Linked DNA regions of Mus musculus: region 2 is linked to region 1. A link is a contact called in public HiChIP or PLAC-seq data. All regions are on one chromosome and are shown on one strand. Each heading gives the region's core, a stretch centred on a gene start, on an enhancer-like site or on the middle of the called end of the contact. The rest is flanking DNA. Distances are from core to core; before and after follow the strand shown. Region 1 holds the start of Fbxl21 (F-box and leucine-rich repeat protein 21). Region 2 overlaps Tgfbi (transforming growth factor, beta induced).

Evidence for each region. HiChIP or PLAC-seq counts read pairs in DNA pulled down with a chosen protein or histone mark.
Region 2: an H3K4me3 HiChIP or PLAC-seq map of intestinal villus epithelium shows a contact between it and region 1, with 5 read pairs. The contact joins the enhancer-like site here to the promoter of Fbxl21 in region 1. A contact is called at or near these places in 10 of 39 promoter capture datasets (3T3-L1-derived adipocytes, the HPC-7 cell line, cranial neural crest and 6 more), 1 of 484 Hi-C or Micro-C datasets (embryonic fibroblasts), 3 of 115 datasets of contacts at active chromatin or transcription factors (embryonic stem cells, intestinal villus epithelium and microglia) and 3 of 9 other capture datasets (adipose tissue, liver and pancreatic islet).

Annotation. Positions count from the first base shown.
Region 1 is chr13:56,521,191-56,523,738 of GRCm38.p6, forward strand. Fbxl21 (F-box and leucine-rich repeat protein 21) reads left to right here and starts at 1,282. Exons shown (of 7, transcript NM_178674.5): 1 at 1,282-1,432; 2 at 2,320-2,413.
Region 2 is chr13:56,629,000-56,631,547 of GRCm38.p6, forward strand. Tgfbi (transforming growth factor, beta induced) reads left to right here. Exons shown (of 17, transcript NM_009369.5): 8 at 619-831; 9 at 1,545-1,682; 10 at 2,231-2,376. Among named protein-coding and RNA genes, the nearest start is that of Tgfbi, 21 kb to the left of the region's middle. Within about 2 kb of position 1,277, at least 22 of the 459 cell types and tissues checked have an H3K27ac peak or open chromatin away from gene starts, as enhancers often do. A contact at or near this core is called in intestinal villus epithelium and liver, where this site is marked.

The DNA.
Region 1 (2,548 bases), core at 32-2,531:
GTAACTAGGACTCAGCGATAGTGGGTCAGAGTGGAAGTCCCAAGTCTATGCTGGTTCAAGGTGGATCTAAGCTGAAAAGCCTTCCCTGAGGAACAAGAGTGCAGAGGGGGCTCATTGAGTCTATGGATCAAAAGGAATTTCACAAAGTAGAGGCTTTGGCAAACCCAAAGGTCTAGACTGGCATATGCATCTGAATTCATAAACAATCTACAAGAGATCAAATTAGGACAAAACGGGGGGGGGGATAAAAGTCTGTCCACATCACTTGAAGGCAAATGTGGCAAGATCTGTGTCAATTGAACTCTTGAGGGAAAAGAGCTGACAGCAAGACACCACAGAAATCAATTTGTAATAAGAACTTCAAATTAATCTAAAATGTCAGGTGAGGGAGGACCATGATGGGGGAATTAGAGGAACCAAGAGGAATCTGGGGGAGACATACATCTATGGTATGTTCATTATCCTGTCTCTATGATGGTTTCAAAGGCAACAAAACCTAGGGTGTGTCCAGTATTTGTCAGTTGTACCGTGATAAAGCTGGTCATTACAAATAGAGTATGAGTGACGCTAGATGTTAACGTAGAATGCTGTGTGTGGCTTGATATTTTGAAACTTAAAAAAAAAAAAATCCATAGCTCATTGTGCATTCTTTTTGAGCTGGCAGGCTGGCAGCTCACAGGTGACCTTCTGCAGTCCTGGCCTGCAGCTCAGGACCTGAGAGGCGATCATTGCAGCTTCCAATCACGGTCCCTCAAGCATCTGCATGATGGTAGTGGGGTGTCCTTCTCAAGTTAAAACCTGGAAACTCGAACTGTTAGTTTGGGTCAAGTGGTCAGTTATTTAACTGAATATTCACTAAGCATACTGCTTATCCCTTGAGGAGCACTCACACACTGGCCCTGGGACCACCAAAGGACTTCTAGAGGCCTAGGAACCTGCATGTGCTAGGTGAGACCTCCAGCTCCAACAGAGCGGCTGGGGGCGGGGCGAGGCTACCTAGAGTCAGAGGCTCTAGAGGTGGAGCTTTTATCAGTGGGCGGGGCGCGGGCGTGCGTCAGGGTCTACCTCTCGGTGAACCCCGAACTTAAACTTAGCGTTTGGGGGCGGGGCAGAATTGACGGGGGCGGGGCATCTTTAAGAGGCAGCCACTTCCGGGGGCGAGGCTGGGGGCGGAGCGAGACTCCCGGGGGCGGGGATTCGAGAGGCTGAACACTAGCACACTGGGGCAAGGCTTCCTGGAGGGGTGTGGCGCGGGCGTGGCGCAGGCGGGGCCTGGCCTGTGATGCCCATTTAGTCTCTCACTGTCCGCGGCTTTATGCGGCGCTGGAGCCCGCCCACCTGAGAAGGTAGCTGCTGGCGTTCGTCACGCAGAGTTCTGCGCTTGACCGGCGGGCCTGCCTGGGGCTGGCTGCCCTCAGGAGCGCGTTCGGAGGTAACATTTGTGGCGCAGCACTAGGGAGCTGGCGGGGCGGGGCGAGCCGAACCGCAGGAACCCCCAGAGCTGCCTGGCCGTGGAGGCAGGAGCGAGACCTAGTCTGCTCGGAACCGAGCGTGCGGAGCCCAGCCATCCCCCCAGTCCCCGGGGGCTTTTCAGCTCTCTCACCGCTTTCAGCTAGGGTCCGGTCGACCCCAAGCCCTGTTTCTCAGGACAGTTAGGATGTAAGATAAATTGCACCGAGCAGTTTTAGGGCGGTACATTTTCAATGCCATCTGTATTCATTTTTACACTTTAAACTCTGCCCCGGGTTGGCGTCCTCTTTCTGGTCCAGTCTGGTTGCCTGGATATGGGGCAGGCTGCTCGGTGCTCATCTAGGGATGGTCTAGGTTGAGTTCTGTTCGCCTCTCTGCCATCCTCGCCTCTCAAATGGTGTTTTCAATCCAAGTGCATTTTACAAACGAGTCTTCAGATGATGCACTTAAAAATGAGATCTATCTATTCAAAAAATTGAAGTTTACTTTGTAAGTAAATATATCTTAATACCACAGAGAAGCTTGAGCTATGCCAACTTATACAGCTAATAAACCAGTACACGTAATTATGAACTACTTCAAATTTCATGATATCTCTTCATAGATATTAAGTAAAATGTGAATTTTTAGAGTGCTTTTCTGCCTGATATGTAGCCTTAGTATAGCTTCCAGTGTAACTTCTAGAGAGTGTTGTGATATTTCTACAAACTAGTTTTCATATGGGCAAAAAAACTGTTCTATTATTAATAACCTACTAATAAAATCACTTAATGTATATAACGACTTACAGATAACCTAAGCATAAAATGATTATATGCCCAAATGATGGTTTTGTGGGTTTTTTCCAAGACTGGAAGTGAAGTCAGATGGGTGTCGGTGATTACCCCATGGCAGTGTCATTTCATTGGCTCAGCAGTAACTGTAACTTGGAAGCCACCTTCAGGTAAGAAAGCCTTGAAGTGGTCCATTGCAGGGCAGTGGTGGTGCATGCCTTTAATCCCAGCACTCGGGAGGCAGAGGCAGGCAGATTTCTGAGTTAGAGGCCAACCTGGTCTACAGAGTGAGTTCCAGGCCAGCC
Region 2 (2,548 bases), core at 27-2,526, 110 kb after region 1:
ATTTCATAATCACCTGGCCCCACGGCTTTCAAACCTGTGGCTTTAGGGGGTGGGCACTAAATGGCCTAAAGGCCCCACACTAACTCTACCTTTTAACGTTGTCACTACTTCCCAATAGCACCACCCTGGGGTTGGGGCAAGACTTTAACATACAGCACCCAAACCATAAATGCATTGAAAGATCTTTTGTACAGAGCACAAAGATTTTTATATTCATTGATATCAGAACTCATTATGAGAGGCCTTTTGAATACCTGCTACTGCTAGGCAATGACCAGTTTGCTCACAGCAGGGGACTGCCCTCTACTGCTATAGCTACAGTCCTGAAGGAAGAGGGTTGGGGTCTATACCAACAGTTTCTCTGTTGAGAAGAGGTTTTCATTTCAGGTTGAGGAGGCTAAGTAGCTGGCCCAGGATCCCACAGCTGGTCAGCAGTTATGGGATTCAAACTTGGGCAGTCTAACCACAGTGTCACAGTGGTTTTAGTTGGTGGTAGGCAAGAGATGGGGATGTGGGCCCTGTGGTACTCTAGCAAAATTCTCAGCCATGGGCAGGCTGGGAACTAGCACCTACATCCAGCCACAGCAGGCTCTAGACCTGTATCCTCTTCTGCCACAGACCTGCTAAACAACCACATCCTGAAGTCAGCCATGTGTGCTGAGGCCATTGTAGCTGGAATGTCCATGGAGACCCTGGGGGGCACCACACTGGAGGTGGGCTGCAGTGGGGACAAGCTCACCATCAACGGGAAGGCTGTCATCTCCAACAAAGACATCCTGGCCACCAACGGTGTCATTCATTTCATTGATGAGCTGCTTATCCCAGATTCAGGTAAGTAGGCCTCCGGGGTGGGAGTGAGGGGCTCTATCCTTCCCAGTTTCCTGTCCCTTCTGGAATCCTGGTGACAGAGACAGGCATAATCAGCAGTCTTTTGGGCCACTTCTTGCCCTTGGGGCAGCACACAGCCCTGTACCTTCTGTGAACCTGAAGTTCTGTAGGAAATAAGAAATCTTATGCTTCCAGTATGGAGTCTAGGCACAGGACACTGTCTTGAGGTAACCAGAAGACACCATCTTAGAACCCTTTCTGGTCTTGCATGCTGTGGTTAGGCACAAAGGGCCATCACTAATGTCACAGCATTTGCTTTCCTTAGGCCATCCGAGGCCACCGACCCAGGAAAGATGATGGGATGGACTTTGGTTTCTAGTCAACCTGAGCATAGAACTCTCCCAGGAAAGAGCGATCTCTTCCTGTGGGAGTATCTTCTGAAACAGTGGCACAGGTCATGTTGGCTCCTCTCCAGAGTCAAACAGGTCCTGGCCAAGCCAATCTGGGACCTGGGGAGAGTGCTGTCAACTGCCAAGTGACTGTCACCTACCTCCCTGCAGATTAGGTTTTCTGATGACAGGGACATGCTTGGCTCCTTTGTGTTTAGAAGGCTGGTGACTAACAAGATGAAGTTCGTGCAGATGTCTGTCCCACTCTGGACCGTGACATAGTCACACCTCCCGTTACCTTTTGGGCTCCATTTCTTCTTCCTGTAGCCAAGACACTGCTTGAGCTGGCTGGGGAATCTGACGTCTCCACTGCCATTGACATCCTCAAACAAGCTGGCCTCGATACTCATCTCTCTGGGAAAGAACAGTTGACCTTCCTGGCCCCCCTGAATTCTGTGTTCAAAGGTAATGTGGGGAAAAGCACCCTGCTGTTCTGTTGTCTCTGGGACAGCTGCCCCAACCCTACAGCCCTGCCCTGATTTACAACAGCCTTGGAACCTTCCGCCTACCATAGTCCAAAGCAGATGTGATTCTATCAGGAACTTTGGACTACCCGTTGTTTATCTGAACCAGCCAAGAATGTATTGGGGCGGGGGATCTTTTCCTCAGAGCTCAATACTTTGCCTCTGCCAGGAGAGTGGAGCAGCCCTCGGCTTTTGGTTTGCAGGGTCAACACTGATGTATATGGGCTGGGGTCAGCTGAGGTGCTGTTATGGGGACATGGAGAAAGTCTCCTCCTTCTGAGAGCAAAATGACAAGCATGCTCAGTAGCTGCACCTATTCTTTTCTCTAATAGTTGCTGAATGTTAAGGGGTTTTGACAGCCACCCTTACTTTCTGTCTCCATTTCCAAACCACGGAGAGATGGGCAGGCTCTCTTGCACGTGTGTCTCTCATCACACACCTTATCTCCGGAACCTGTCTCCCTGGATCTGTCCATCCCTTCACTTGCAGATGGTGTCCCTCGCATCGACGCCCAGATGAAGACTTTGCTTCTGAACCACATGGTCAAAGAACAGTTGGCCTCCAAGTATCTGTACTCTGGACAGACACTGGACACGCTGGGTGGCAAAAAGCTGCGAGTCTTTGTTTATCGAAATGTAAGTAGCTCTAGGTCCTGATTCACACCCCGTCTTTGGCATGTATTGTTTATATATATATATATATAAAATGGAGACTGCGGAGACTGCGGCACTCAAGAGCCAGGAGCTTATGTAAGAACTGGCTTTCAAAAAGAGGAAGCGGTTTCTGGAAAGTGTTCAGGATTCTGGG